2 separate regions of the Mus musculus genome follow, and region 2 is linked to region 1. A link is a contact called in public promoter capture Hi-C data. All regions are on one chromosome and are shown on one strand. Each heading gives the region's core, a stretch centred on a gene start, on an enhancer-like site or on the middle of the called end of the contact. The rest is flanking DNA. Distances are from core to core; before and after follow the strand shown.

Region 1 (7,716 bases), core at 3,239-5,738:
GGCAGAAGAGGAAAGTGGAAGAATTCCTACTTTGTTTCCACAGGCTGGTTCTTTCAAAGCCTGGAGTGTAAGTGTCAAGTCCATTTGGGCAAGTATGGCTTCCCTATTTGAGCATAACTCTGCCCTTTCCATATCACCCATATCAAGATGTCCTATTGGTCTGTGTTACGGCTTACAGGCTCCAGACAGATATTTGAGATGTCTCTGGGAAGCTTCAGGACATGGTGGCCTGGGTTTACACTGGCTAGGTCATCATGTCCATCTGTAAGAAGCTAAGAATAAGACGCATGTGATGGATCCCTTGCCTAAGATCAAGCTGAAGTTCACGAGCTGCCAGAAAGCCACATCCACAGATGGGGGCGGTACCAAGTTGAATACAAGTAAGTTTGAGAAGTAGGTGAGCTGCTCTGTGGTGTCAGAGCAGGCCCCGCACTCTCGGCTTCCACATGCCTACACTACCTCCTGAGTCACACTCAGCAGTAAATCTTAAATTCTATCCAAATAAAGAACTTGAAATTTTATCTAAAAGGCTGGATAGACATCAAACAAACTTTAGGGAGCAAGTCTGCTGGCTAGGAGAGACCAGGACACATGTGAGAAAAACACTTGTAGGGGTTGGAGGAGGCGTGTAGCTAAGACTCACAGCCTTATTTTCCAAAGTTTCCCCTGCTTCTCCCTGGCCCCAGGGATCAGGATCCACACATAAGACTCTAGGGCAAAGCTCACCGTGTACAAGGCCACAGCCGGAAGACTAAGTCCTGGAGACTAGAACTCAGCTGTGGTGTCTGGACATTTCTCGACCACATTCCTTATCATAGTCAGAGTGCACACAAGTCTGGTCCAGCCCTGACCTGCTGAGGCAGAGATACCCTGTAATGACCTACTCTAAAATGATGTACTTCTAACTTTAGCACCCTAACCAAAATGTTTCTTTTTTTAAATAGGCAAAACAAGCCAAGTCTGGGGGTTTATGCCTATAATCCCAGAACTCAGGAGGAAAAAGAACAAAAAACAAACAAACCAAACCTTAAATAAATAAACGAATAAATAAGCAAAACAGCTGTGGCTAGAGACAGATGTGTCATCTAGGCCACCAGAGAGCAGAGGCACGACTGTGATCCCAAGGCCTACGGGGCTCAAGATCAAGGTGAAGCCCGGGAAAGACTCTAAAAAAGGTAAAGAAAAAGTGGATACACAGCTCGGGGAGAGCCCTGGCCTGGCACATACAGGGCCCTAGGTTCAACTCTTATTAATGCACAAATGATACAACACTCCCCTATTCTTCACCTGGGAACGAAAACATGGTGTTTGTTTTTCCTCCTTCTAGCCTTTTTTTGTTCAAAATAAAGATCTCCGTTTCTATCCATTTCTTGTGGACACTCAATTTCATCTTTCGTTACAGCTGAACAAGCTTTCGTGGTGTATCTGGACTGCATTTCCATCATCCACACCTACTGATGGGTATCGAGGCTGCTTACTGTGAACGGTGCAGCAGGAAGCATGGATGTGTGAAATGTCTGCCACGTTCACTCAGAGCCCTGCAGGAGCAGTCTAACTGGAAAATGCTTTCAGTTGGTTTTTAGGACCCTCTGTACTGGTTCCTAGTTCTTCTAGCATAAGGAGAATGGTTCAGTCCCTGGCACCAAGAAAAAAGAGTGTTGTAGACAAATCAAAGAGATTGAGCCCACTTGTTACTCCACAGACAGTGCATAATTTATCACACTGACCTGTTATCTAGTTAAGAAAAGGTTTACACCAACTGTGAAGAAATAAGGAAAGGCCTTAAGACTGTGCTGCAGGAAAGGAGAATACGCACACCAACACAATGCAGTGTAAGCTGGGCCCTTGGTATCTACACTTGCAAATGCCTCTCACCTTTCTCATTAGTTCGCTTCTGGTTGTAAACTGTGGCAGGTCTTCCACTTCAATCCCATCAGCCATTTCCATCACCTTGTCCAGAAGGTCTTTATTATAACTGCACAATAAAAAGCAGTAAGGTAAAAACCTGGGAAGACTCACCTGTCACTACGGGTTAGTAAGAAAGTGTAGTTATTAGACTGTAAATGCTACCCCTAGAATACAGAACCGCTTGGTCACTGGTAAGGTCACACTATGCCATCTGAGGTTTGCCTCAGCCTTCGCTGTAGCTGGAATACAGATGCGTATATATCAAGCTTTGTAAAGACTGATTTGATACTGCAGGGGAGACCATAGGTGCTTAGCATACAAGTTAACAAATAGTTCTTCCTGCCTGTGAGGACAAACTAGGCTTGAGAACAATGCCAATACAGCAGATGTTCCAAGAATTACAAAAACAGAGGCAAGAGACATGGCTCAGCAGCTAAGACAGCACCTGAGACTCTTATAAAGGACCTGGGTTCAGTTTCTACATGGCTGTTAATTTCAGGTCTCAGATATCTGACGCCCTCTTCTGGCCTTGGAGGATACTAGGTACATATTTGTACATAGTCATACACATAAAATAAAAATCTTTTTAAAAATTACAAAAACAGGAGTTTGGAGAGATAATTTAGCAGTTGAGAGCACTTGCTCTCAGAGGACCCAGTTTCAATTCCCAGCATCCACGTCAGGTGGCTCACAACCACCTGCACTTCCATCCCAGGGAATCCAAAGCTGTCTTCTGGCCTCCAACGGCATGAGGCACTCTTACAGTGCAGGCATGTAGACAAAATGCCCATAGGTATAAAATTTAAAATAGGTATAAACAAGCAAACAAAAAGTTAAATTAAAATTACAGAAACAGGAGCACCATATACCTGGTGGTACATATTCATGGATGAGATTTGAGGGCCTAAAAATTGGATTATTTTTAAAACACACAGAACGTTGGTCTCATGAAAATAACACCATTTATCCCTTTTGTTCAGTTCTCCGTCACGTGTCTGAGTTTGGATTCTGTAATCTCAGATTTTAAAGGGCACCGCAGGAAGGAGGATGGGCCTGTGTGTGTGATGGGTGTGTCTAGCTCAGCGTCCCCACATCCGGTTCTGACAAATCATCCCAACATCTGAAACCAAGCCGCTTCAGCACTGGTGATGAGGCTCGTGACTGAGTGCTTATTTTGGATGTGTAAGGGCCTGGGTTTCATCCCTAACACAAAACCCAAAAAGTAAACCAAGCAGTTTGGCCTGGAGGGGGTCCTGTGACCACTACAAAATCAGGTATGAGTGAGGGTCTCCTGTTCTAACACAACCTCACGAAACTCTAGAAGCCTGGAAGAGCCTGGCCATGCATGCCTCTCAGGACGTGGTTGCCTAGGTGGATCAAGTTCTAGGATTGCCTGGGCTACACAGTAAACTGGAGGCCAGTCTCAGTTATAAGGGAAGACTGCCTCAAAAATTAAAAATCACGGGCTGGAGAGATGGCTCAGCGGGTAAGAGCACCCGACTGTTCTTCCGAAGGTCCGGAGTTCAAATCCCAGCAACCACATGGTGGCTCACAACCATCCGTAACAAGATCTGACTCCCTCTTCTGGAGTGTCTGAAGACAGCTACAGTGTACTTACATATAATAAATAAATAAATCTTTAAAAAAAAATTAAAAATCACAAGGGAGTATAAAAACCTGGTGTCATTTCCAGGTGGAATATCTCAAGGCCAGGCTCTTGCCTTCCAGGTGTGATCACAAAGACTGGGGAGGGCGGGGAGTTAGGACAGCAACAAGATAGCATGGGTTACTTTCCTAAGAGGGAAGCCAAGAAGAGAAAGGGGAGAAAAGATTACATCCTGCCTTAGCGTGAAACCCACCAATGGTGAGATACATCACATCCTCTTGCTAGGTGTCTTCATCTAGAGGAAGAGTCTGCACTTTTGTCACGTGGGCGACAGGAGCTAATAGACTTCAAACACACTCTGGAAAGGAAGTCCTCTGGGCTAATAAACAGTAATAACAATGACCATTGCAATTCGGCCGCCTTGGAGCACACCTGCACTGCACGCCCTATCATTCAGCTGCTGTAGTCATCCCAACCACTCATTCACAAGAGAAAAGCGAGGCTCAGAGGAGAGATTTTTTTCCCGAGGGAATGCTAAGAGGGGATCAGTAGGAGGCTGGCGCCAGGTTCAGCGTGGAGCAGTGTATATGCCCAAGCTGAGGATCGACTGATGGGGACAAGGTCAGCCAGCTGTCGGGGGTCCGCACCTGCAACCCAGGAAGAGGTGGTTGGCCCAGACCATGGATAAGGACAGCAGCTGGTCCAGGCGGCCGCCGCCGTCGGGTGGGTCTCGGTAGTCAGGCAGGTGGCGCAGGATGAACTCCATGCGCGCTTTCCATTGCTTCTCGCTCTCCGAGTAGGAACGAAACTGCTCGGCGAAGTCGGCGGCCTGCCGCACGCCGGAAACTAGCTTCTCCACCGCGGCGCTGGCCTCGCCACCCACCATGGCTCCCGCTGCCGCAGCCGCTGCCGCCGCTAAGGATCGCACCAGCCCGCCGCTTTCCCGACACGCCCCGCGCCGCCGCCGCACGGCTAGAGCGACCACGGCTGAGGGCGAGTGCTCTGGAGGACTTATCTGGAGCGCCCTCGCGGGGCACGGAGGTCTAGTGCAACCCAGCGTGTGTGGCAACTGCTGGGGAGCTTGAGGCCCGCCAGCATAGAGCTGGCAGCTAGGTGCCCATTGGGACTCTGCAGTGCCCTTTTTGCCCTGGGTCGTTCACCGGGCATCTGTCTATCCTCAGCCACACCTGAGGTTTGCCCTAAGTTCTGTGGCTGTCCCTTGGGAGTGAGGTCCTCTCTTTTATGGATCCACTGTTATCTCAACATCTTCACTGAGGTTGTGTTCTCCTATCTTGCTGTATTCATCATCCAATCAGTACATACAAGGCATTTTGTTTCGTGCCCAGGATGCCCCACTCTAAAGGACTTTGTGAGGGACCCTCATGGTGGAAGGAGAGAACCAACTCCTGAAAACTGTCCTCTGACTTCTACATGCAAGTTGTGGTACTTTGATGTACACACACACACACACACCAAGCAAGTAAATAAATGTAAAAATATAAAATGTAAGCTTGAGTCAGAAGAAAGCCTAGAACTCAGGACCTCCAGATCTAGTGAAGGTCTTAAGTGGTGAGTGGGCTTCAAGGAAGTTCATTATATACTGTTTACTATTGCAGATCCTTCCCTCCCGCTCCCCCAGGGTCATACACGGCCAAGCTGGCCTACAACTGCTTGCTTGCTCCCTTCTGTGGCTTCTGTGGCAGTGTTAGGATCCCAGCAGGCAGAAATACAATCCAGTCCGCAAATGCCAGAGCAGTGAGGACCAGCACCAAGCTGGGTGCTCTCACCTCAGGAAGACACAGTGCTGACACTACGGCTTGGAACATCTGAACCAAACATGAGAATCCAAAGACAGAAACAGCTTTCCCCCAGCAGTCAGCAAGTTAACTGGATAACAGCGACCAGAGCTGAGTCCCAGGATACAGATGCCATACCCTGACTGATACTGCAGTGGCAGGTTCCCAAGTGAAACCTCAGATACCCAGAGTCAAGGTCCCTGGTAATTCTGATTCTAGCTTCAGCTGATCAGACTCTGAGGACATTTGATGTGCCAGGCACAGTGACAGACACCTTTTGTCCCAGCTACTCCATATGTCAAGGCAGGAGAATTATTTGAGCCTGGAAATTTGCTGCCATCCTTATCACCAGAGAAAGATGCTTGACTCTTAAAAACACTGCGGAGGCTTCAGTGAGCTACATCCTTGGTTCCTTGGTTGTGTACTGCAGTGGTTGGTCTAGAAATGAGAGCATGGGGGCTAGAGAGATGGCTCGGGAGTTAAGATAACTGGCTGCTCTTCCAGAGGATATGGGTTCAGTTCCCAGCACCCTCATTGTGGCTTACAGCCACCCACAACTACAGTTGCTTTGTTTGTTTTGTTGTTGTTGTTTTGTTGTTTTTTAATAACATAGGCCATAAGCCTATGCCTGAGCCTCTCCAGAGCTGGTATTTTAAGTGTGTTCCACCATGCTATTGGATTTTGATATAAATTTTAGCATCTCTTTGTTGACTTCTAGAGAAGCAGACTGTTGATATTTCATACGGGATCATGTTGACTACATAGATTCATTGGAGAATTAACATATCACTAGCGAATCTTCTAGTTTACAAACATGGCAACGACACATCTTTCCATCTAGTCTGGCTTTTTGTGCATGTGCTTTTGTTTTGTTGTTTTATTTACTTAGTTTTTGAGATGGTGTCCCTTTCTGTGGTCCAGAGAGTTCTTGAAGTCTCAACCTTCCTGCCTTAGCTTCCTAAATGCTGTGGTTACAGGTGTGCTGCTGCTGTATGTATGGGAAGTGGTACTTGCTTTTTAAAAGCAGGTTCTTAGGTAACCCAGGATGGTCTCAAACTCCTTTGGTAGCTTAGGCTAGCTTTGAAATACTGATCCTTGGACTTCCATTTAGGATTGCAGGCATGAGCCAGTATATCTGCTTTGTGGTTTGCTGTTTCTGTTTCTTTGCTTGCTTGCTTATTTTGGATGTGAGTGAGTGGTATTAGTAAACATTGGCAGAATGTGGAAGTCAGCCTCAGGAGTGAAGGGCTGCCAGTGGGCTAGGAAATCACAAATGGTGATGTACTTGACCCCACAGACACCAAAGATAAGCTGATTTTCAGCGACTATAACTTCAAATTCATCTGCATTAAATCTGATGAATCTCGGTTCTTTGAGATGTAGATCTTCTGGTGACCAGTGAACTTTAACCTGGCCTTTCCCAGACCCTCAGACACATATTCCTTATTTTGCATCTTGAAGCAGATAGACATGATGACCTGATTTGTGTGGGCCTGACCACTGTGTTCTGGGGGGTTCCCAGAGGCGGTGAGCGGGTTTAGAGGCCTGCAGCCTAGAGTGTGGATGGCTGAGCTCAGAGACAAGTATATCCATCAGAAACTCTATCTTGAAGGCCCTCGGGGCAATTCAAACAAGGTATAGGCTACACCTTCCAAGGAGGCTGCTGCTTGCACCCACTGCATCTGTGAGGAAAGAGTCCTGGTCTTTTGGCACAGAGGTAGTGTGATGGGTTGTATAGGCTCAGCCCAGGGAGTGGCACTATTAGAAGGTGTGGCCCTGTTGGAGTAGGTTTGTCACTGCGGGTGTGGGCTTTAAGACCCTCAGCCTAGCTGTCTGGAAGCCAGTATCCTGCTAGCAGCCTTCAGATGACGATGTAGAACCCTCAGCTCCTCCTGCACCATGCCTGCTTGGATGTTGCCATGTTCCCACCTTGATGATAATGAACTGGACCTCTGAGCTGTCCTTATAAGAGTTGCCTTGGTCACGGTGTCTGTTTACAGCAGTAAAACCCTAACTAAGACAGGTAGTGTGTCTTTATGTCCCATGAGCCAGAAGACTTACACATTCATTTTCTACTTTATTCTTTTTTCTTTATTCCTTATATATCTCTTATTCTATGAGCTTCGTTGTCTTTTCTTTTTAATTCCAAACATCCATTTACTCACTGGAAGTGATCAAAGTGGGAAAGCAGTAATGTGGTTTTTTTTTTCTTATATGATCTTTTAAAGCTCCTTTACATAAGTGAACAAAGTAGACTTAAATGTCACTTAAGACAATGTAGCATTATCGGTTTTAGGAGAATCATCCTTAGTCACAAAAACAAAGTATGGAACCCTCTACAAGTCTGCATGTCAGTCATGCACAGGGGCTGGGCTAACCATCTCTGCATCGTTCTGACTTCAGCAA
Region 2 (7,716 bases), core at 2,718-5,217, 2.0 Mb before region 1:
TGGGACTATTTCACATGGCTGCTCTGGGGGTTCTGTAAGATAAAAGCCAAGGCCGGCCATAATAAAGCTAAGTCTGTGTGTGTAGATACTGATCTGTCACAGAATTTTACAGGTGCCTGTGTTTGATAAGAATTTATCTAATCACTGAATGGTGGTGGCACAAGCCTTTAATCCCAGCAATTAGGAGGCAGAGGCAGGCAAATCTCTGATTTTCAGGCCAGTCTGGTCTACAGAATGAGTTCCAGAACAGTCAAGGCTACACAGAGAAACCATGTCTTTAAAAATAACAAAAACAACAACAACAACAAAGAGTCTGTCTAATCATTTCAAGTCTTCTCTATCAATCATATCGACATGATTGACATAATTCCTGTTACCCCTCTATTCTTTCTCCAGGGAAACTGGATCATAAATTCAAGCTTTGTGTTTAATCAACAAAGCAGCTTGATTAGTCTCTTGAAATCCTAACATACGAGATCTGCACCCATGAGGTTCTTTAGAGTTCACATGTCTTTCATTGGTTGAATGGGGACATGGTTTTGGATGTCAGTTTGGTGTTTGGGGGAGGCGAGTTCCATCTGCTTAATTTTCTTCAACGGTTGTTTTATTTTCAGGTTCAGATGTGGGAAAAAATCAACAGTCTCAGTGGACAGAGAAGAAAGCCCCAAGGTTCTAATAACTGCATTCTAACGAGGTTTCCAAGGCACTTGGCAAACTGAAAAGCAGATGTATACAATGAGCAGGGTGTGATAGAGCAAGCCTGCAATCCCAGCGCTCTTGGGGTGGAGACAGAAGATCAGGAGTTCAAGGTCATCCTTGGCTACAGCAGGAGTGTAAGACCAGCCTGTCTTACCACAAGCAACCCTGTCTCAACAGAACAAATCAAAAGCCTTTTCTGCTGAAAGGGATTAACAGAAACAATGAGCACCAAACTGGACTTGTGGAGAAATGCACACTATCTCATGAATTCTGGGCCACTCTTCCAGATGGCCTTGTTTTCAAGAACAAACATTTCTAAATAGTCTTGACTACTAACTATTCAATGAAATTGATTTGTAAGATTTTTTTTTTTTTTTTTGGAAAATGTGTTAGTCAAGGACTGGCAAAATCCATATGAAGATTAACACACATTTCTAAACGTATAAATGCTATCCAAATAAAATTATCACAACTATTAGATGGTAACAATGCTTGTGTGTGTGTGTGTGTGTGTGTGTGTGTGTGTGTGTGTGTGTGTAAGTGTAGAGATGATCTAGCACATTCAAAATGAGAGCAGTTTTTTAATTGAACTCATATGGAGCTGTAACCAAATGGTTATCTGGACTGCAGGTCCTGAGTCTCTGATGGGTAGTTGCCACCCTGTGCTGGAAAGTCTGAGAGCATCATCAAGTAGATGTGCTGTTAGTCCACTGATGATCTGCAGACCCTGCTCAACAGTGGCTTCACACTGAGTCACATAAGCAGAACACCAACAGGCAAAGAACTCTTTCCAGATCTGAGGCGATGGCTCAGTTAGCAAAGTGATGACGGAGAATGGGGATGTGATATCAAAACCTAAGGAGAATAAATATATACCCTCCTTCATTATTATTATTTAATTATTTAATAATTATTAAATATAATAATAACTTTTTAAATTTTTTAAAAAAGCGAACTAGCATGCATAGGCCCTGGGTTAAATCCTCAAAATGAGAAAGAAAGAAAGAAAGAAAGAAAGAAAGAAAGAAAGAAAGAAAGAAAGAAAGAAAGAAAGAAAGAAAATAAGAAAGAGAAAAGAAAGAGAAAGAGAGAGAGAGAAAGAAAGAAAGAAAGACAGACAGACAGACAGACAGAAAGAAAGAAAGAAAGAAAGAAGGAAAGAAAGAGAGAGAGAGGAAAGCCCATGGGAGAAAACAAAGAAGCATTGAAATGCACTTTCTTAAGACAGAAACATCATGTAATGTTCAAATTATTAGTAACAACCCAAATTTTTTAAAAATTTATTTTATTTATATTTTATTTTTAAAGGCCTTAAAATAATACCACCCAACAGGGTAGCCACTACCTAGAAGTAGTTGCTGAGTATTTAAATGTGTACTTCACTAGATTCAACAGAAACATCCTATAAGATACACACCGAAGTCCCAAGACTTAATATGAAAGACAGGGATTGGTGATTTTTAATAAGAATCAAATGCATTTCAATACTTTCCATGCCAACTTAATAATAAAATAATAACATAGTCTTACAATTAATTCCATACTCTTTAAGGAAAAGCTTTTCTTACACAACTGGGATCCAATCCAAGGTCTGGTGCATGTGAGGCCACACCCCAGCTCTAAAGGCTTCTACTATGAGCACTGGCAGGGAGAAAGAACACAGGACAGCCACTTACATCTCAACCTCACATGTCCCTGCAAGTACCAATATGTAACGATACTTCAAATTGTTAGTTCTTTATGCAAAACTTGAATCTGACCACGTAAAATTTTTATTTACTAGATCTGGACATTTTATTAATATGGCTGTGACAATTATTGTTGTCAACTTGACAGGGTCTAGAATCACCTAAGAGAGAAACCTCTAGGTGTCTGTGAGGAAGCTTCTAGATCTCATTAGTTGGAGTGAGAAGAGTGACCCTCAGAGAGGCAGCATCTGTTCCATGGCCTTTGGTCCAGGACTAAGTAAGAGGAGAGAAAGCAAGCTGAGCACCAGCATTTCTCTCTCCTGGCTTCCTGACTGAGGCGACTGTGACAAGCTGACTCCTGCCACCCGGCCTTCCCAGAGTGACCGACTCTACCCTCTAAGCACAAGCCCAAACCTCTTCTCCCTTAAATTGCTTTTGTCTCTGTAACCAGAAAAGTTACGAATACAACAGCTACCAAGACAATTTTAATGATAATGTGCATCTGCTGTACACACCTGTTGTCCCTGCTACTAGAGAGGATGAGGCAGGTGGTCATTTGTGACCAAAGTTGCAGGTAAAGCCAGGGAAATACAGTAGGCCCCATCTAAATAAGTAAATAAATAAATAAATAAAATTATAAATGTAACTTCTCATTTCATTTGACAATATTACTTTAGAATTACACAATTGCTATTTTTATACCTTATCTTTTTAATTTTAGGAAATACTATTTGCACAAAACAATGGATTTCATTGTAAGGCTCTGTGTTTGTTTTAAGACGGGTTTCACTGTGTAGTCCTGACTGGCCTGGAACTATGTAGATCACCAGTCAGCTCCTGAATTAACTGTAAAAAATAACTAATTTGAGGGTATAATCCTAGACTAAGATCCTTAATCTTGAAGTTAAATTTTTATATTTGCTTAAGTCGATTTGATGAATAACTGAATGATTTCTTAATCTTTAAAAACATAAAGCACAGAACAGAGCCTAGAAATTGAAATTCATTGCCCACAGCCTCATGACCACAGCCTCAAAATTTGTCTCAATCTCTTAATGATTATTATAATATGACATTATGTGAGTGGGCGTTTTGATTGCATGTATGTCTGTGCACTATATGTGACAGGGGACCAGAAAAGGGGATTAGTTCCCCCGGAACTGGAGTTACCAGAAGGTTGTAAGCCTCCAATGCGTGCTGGGAATTGAACTCAGGTCCATTGAAGGAGAAGACTTTTGGTGGGATACAATCCCTTTCTGACCCATAACAAAAAGTTGAGAGGGTGTTTCATACCGAAATCCTACGCCTTTCTCCAAGTCAACACCCAGCTTGGTCACAACTTCCCCCAAAGGAGCCCTGGGGACCAGCTCGGGGTTGTGGCTTGAGAAGACCCATCCCTCCCTCTAGCAGCAGCTTCGGGGCGGGGACTACAGCGGCCCCGCCCCCAGCCCGACTCGCTCGGGGGGTGTGGCTTGAGAAGACCCGTCCCTCCCTCTAGCAGCAGCTTCGGGGCGGGGACTACAGCGGCCCCGCCCCCAGCCCGACTCGCTTGCTCTCGACTGGGAAGGACTTTACCTCAGGGCGTTCCTCAGCGAACAGCTCAGAGTAGTAGGCAAGGGACTCCTAGGCTCCCTCACACCCGCGCAGTTCTGAAGCCAGGCTCCATCCCGCTTCCGCACTGTCCAGCCAGCTCGGAGACCGGGACCAGACCCGCCTCACGTACAGGCGCGTCCAGTGCCCACTACGGATCACTCAGACTCCTGCCGCGCCCACCCCACGGTTCGCCTCAGGACTGCACGGCCGGCCTTGCAGTCTAGGCCAGACTCCGCGCGGAGTCCATCATGGCCTCACGTCCTCGGTGTCTCTGGCGCTGGCGGGGTCTGAGGCGGCGGGAGGAACTCACGAGCTTCTCCGTGTGGAAAACGTCTCCCGACGCTTTCTCGAACTCCTCTTCGACGAGTGACTGGTGCTCCGCGTGCACGGACAAACCGTGCGCCGCCCACTGCGCCCGAGTATCCTCGGATTCCCGGCGGGACGCCGTGGGCTGCCGACTCTATGCTTGACTACGACGAGGTGACCGCCTTCCTGGGCGAGTGGGGGACCTTCCAGCGCCTCATCTTCTTCCTGCTCAGCGCCAGCATCATCCCCAATGGCTTTACTGGGTTGTCAGCCGTGTTCCTGACGGCGATCCCGGAGCACCGTTGCCGGATACCAGACACCGTGAACCTGAGCAGCGCGTGGCGCAACCACAGTATCCCGATGGAGACGAAGGACGGACCAGAGGTGCCTCAGAAATGCCGCCGCTACCGACTGGCCACCATCGCCAACTTCTCTGAGCTAGGGCTGGAGCCGGGACGGGACGTGGACCTGGAGCAGCTGGAGCAGGAGAACTGCCTGGATGGCTGGGAGTACGACAAGGACATCTTCCTGTCCACCATCGTGACAGAGGTAGGTGACAGCCCCCCTGTCAGGGTCTGGTGACATCGCAGGCAATGGTTGTTCCTTAGTTTAACCACAAGCTCCCTGGTGATGAGCATCCTTTAAGAACATTTTATGAGATGACTTCTAGCCATAGTACGCCCCTCAGAGGACAAATGTCTGGCAGACCATCCGTCCATAGGGTCCCATTGAAGATAGAGTCCAGAAGGTTCTGCCCCTAGGAGATGCCCTGAGACCCTGAGTGGTGGGACTTTCTCGAGGTAGTGATGTGATTCAGAGGGGCCGGATTCAGACTTGCTCCAGAGAAGAGACCACAGGTTTTAGCCTCTGTTCAGAAAGGAAAGACTCTTTGCAGAACTTTTTAAAGTTAAAGAAACGTGTGTTCCAAACTCTCTACCCTTTCTGGAGTTATTCTTTCTTCCCTCACCTATCCTTACCCCAAAATGAAGTCTTGCCATGCCCCAGGAGAAACTGTTTTCCATTTGCCAGCGATGGATTGTTACTTCTTAAGGACCCATGTGTCTGCAGATCTATCCAGGGTGACTTGTTGGTATGGAGTCTTTTCCACAGTATTCTGGGACAAGATCACTGAAGAGGTTAGGTAAGGCATGTAAGGTTACTCTGAAGAGCGATGGAAACCTAATTCCTCATTCCCTTACACTTTATTCTTGGGTGACTTTGACATTTCTCAGTCACTCAGCTGGGGGATGTGACATGCTGTTTAATGGTGCATGTGGATGTGTTTAGTGACTTGGGCACCTGGGGTTTGTACCCACTCCTCTATCCCCATAATAGAAAAATAATCCTCATTATGTATGAGGTCAAGAGGTACTTTTTGGAGCTAGAGAGATAATTCAGTGGATAAGAGTGCTTACTGCTCAATCATAAAGAAAGACCTAATTTTAGATACAAGCCCCTTGGGGAAAAAAATGGAGGAAAGAATTAAAGAGGTTCTCATATAAAGGACCTGAGTTCAGTTTCTAGAACCCACACCAGGCAGCTTTCTACCACCTGTAACTCCAGTCTCAGATAATCCAGCACCGTCTTCTGCTCAGGACATGTAACATGCACTCACATAGACAAATACTCATACACACATTTTTTTAAAATAATATTTTGTAAAAACATGGAAAGAAAAGCCAGACACAGCAACACAGTTCAGTGAGAGACCATGTCTCAAATGAATAAAGCAGAACACCCACTGTATTCCTCTAGTCTCCATGTAGACATTCATGTCTATACACATATGCATAGACAAGTATCACACTAACATATGAATTAAATGATAAATAAAAGGTATGATTCTTTCTCTTTTAAACAACCTTAACAAGTTTTTTGTTGTTGTTTTGTTTAGTTTTGGGGGGGTTGTTTGTTTTTGTTTTTTCGAGACAGTGTTTCTCTGTGTAGTCCTGGCTGTCCTAGAACTCACTCTGTAGACCAGGCTGGCCTCGAACTCAGAAATCCATCTGCCTCTGCCTTCCAAGTGCCACCACGCCCAGCTTAAGTTGTTTTTTTTTTTAAAGATTTATTTTTACATGTATGAGTGCTTTGCATACATGTATTTGAAATAGCACATGAATGTAGTACCTGTGGAAGCCAAAAGAGGTCATGGTATCCTCTGAAAGAAAGCTTAACAGTTTGATTGAGACAGAAATGAGATGAACAGTTTGAAAATACTTGGCAGCTATATTAATATACCCTTGAGCCCAGAGAACCCGAGTTGAACACATTTCTGACTAGAAAGAAGTATAAACCTCTGGTCATAGCTGTTCTAGATTTTCAAAGTTTGGTTTTCCTCTTACAGCTCTCCAGACATGAATCTTGACTCGTGGCCAATTACACCCATCTGCTCACCAAATAGAAGCATTGATAGTTTGGGCTTCAAGTGCTTTAGTTGTATAGCTCAGTGGTCAGATGAGTACAGGAATACTAGGTTCATGGGTAAGCTTATTGTCTTAGTTGGGATTTCATTGCTGTAAAGAGACATTATGACCAAGGCAACTCTTTTAAAGGACAACATTTAATTGGGACTGACTTATAGTTTCAGAGGTTCAGTCCATTATCATCATGGCAGGAAGCACGGCAGCAGGCAAGTAGACAAGGTGCTGGAGGAGGAGCTTAGAGTGTTATATCTTGATCCAGAGGCAGCCAGAAGGAGACTCTTTCACACTGGGTGGAACTGGAGCATAGGACCTCAAAGTCCACCCCCACAGTGACACACTTCCTTTAACAAGGCTACACCTACTTCAACAAGGCCAAATCTCCTAGTAGTGCCACTTCCCATGAGCCAAGCATATTGAAACCACCATATTCCACTATGTGATGGCTATCCTTGGTTGTCAACTTGACTACATCTGGAATAAACTACAATTCAGAAATGGAGGGTACATCTGTGATGCAGATCTTGAGGCACTGTGGCCATGAAAAGTTTAGGCTCAGGCAAGATAGTAAATGCCTTAAATCCTAGGAGACAGTGGCAAACAGATCTCTGAATTCAAGACCAGCCTGGGACAGAGCAAGTTCCAAATCCAGGCCTGGCGGTACACACCTTTAATCTGGGCCATACCTTTTGCTGGGGGCCTACGTAAGGACAATGGAAAAAGGAAGTGTTTGTTATTCTTCATCTGCTTACACTTACTTGCCAGTGCATCTGTTTAGAACTTAACTTCTTCAGGATCCCAGTTTATACAGAAGACCAGCTGAAACACCCAGCCTCATGGGACTGAGTAACTACTAGATTCTTGGACTCTTGGACTTCTCATTCACAGCTGCCTATTGTTGGCTTAGTTGAACTACTGACTGAAAGTTATTCCAGTAATTTCCCTTAATACATAGAGACATTCCATACTATAACTCTAGAGAACTCTGACTAATACAGAAGTTGGTACCT

What was found. Promoter capture Hi-C pulls out the DNA fragments that hold promoters and counts their contacts.
Region 2: a promoter capture Hi-C map of hippocampal neurons shows a contact between it and region 1, with 4 times the contacts expected there. The contact joins the promoter of Slc22a21 here to the promoter of Cdkn2aipnl in region 1. A contact is called at or near these places in 2 of 39 promoter capture datasets (cranial neural crest and hippocampal neurons).

The regions. Positions count from the first base shown.
Region 1 is chr11:51,964,403-51,972,118 of GRCm38.p6, reverse strand. Cdkn2aipnl (CDKN2A interacting protein N-terminal like) reads right to left here and starts at 4,488. Exons shown (of 3, transcript NM_029976.3): 1 at 4,162-4,488; 2 at 1,876-1,975. The coding sequence starts at 4,400. It overlaps Gm26061 (a small nuclear RNA gene), which reads right to left; the gene lies at 7,630-7,716.
Region 2 is chr11:53,976,584-53,984,299 of GRCm38.p6, reverse strand. It overlaps Slc22a21 (solute carrier family 22 (organic cation transporter), member 21), which reads left to right and starts at 3,967. Exons shown (of 10, transcript NM_019723.3): 1 at 3,967-4,835. The coding sequence starts at 4,443. Gm30927 (predicted gene, 30927) reads right to left here and starts at 4,269. Exons shown (of 4, transcript NR_168634.1): 1 at 3,963-4,269; 2 at 2,903-2,991; 3 at 2,268-2,340. It overlaps Slc22a4 (solute carrier family 22 (organic cation transporter), member 4), which reads left to right. Exons shown (of 10, transcript NM_019687.4): 10 at 615-1,185. The coding sequence ends at 690.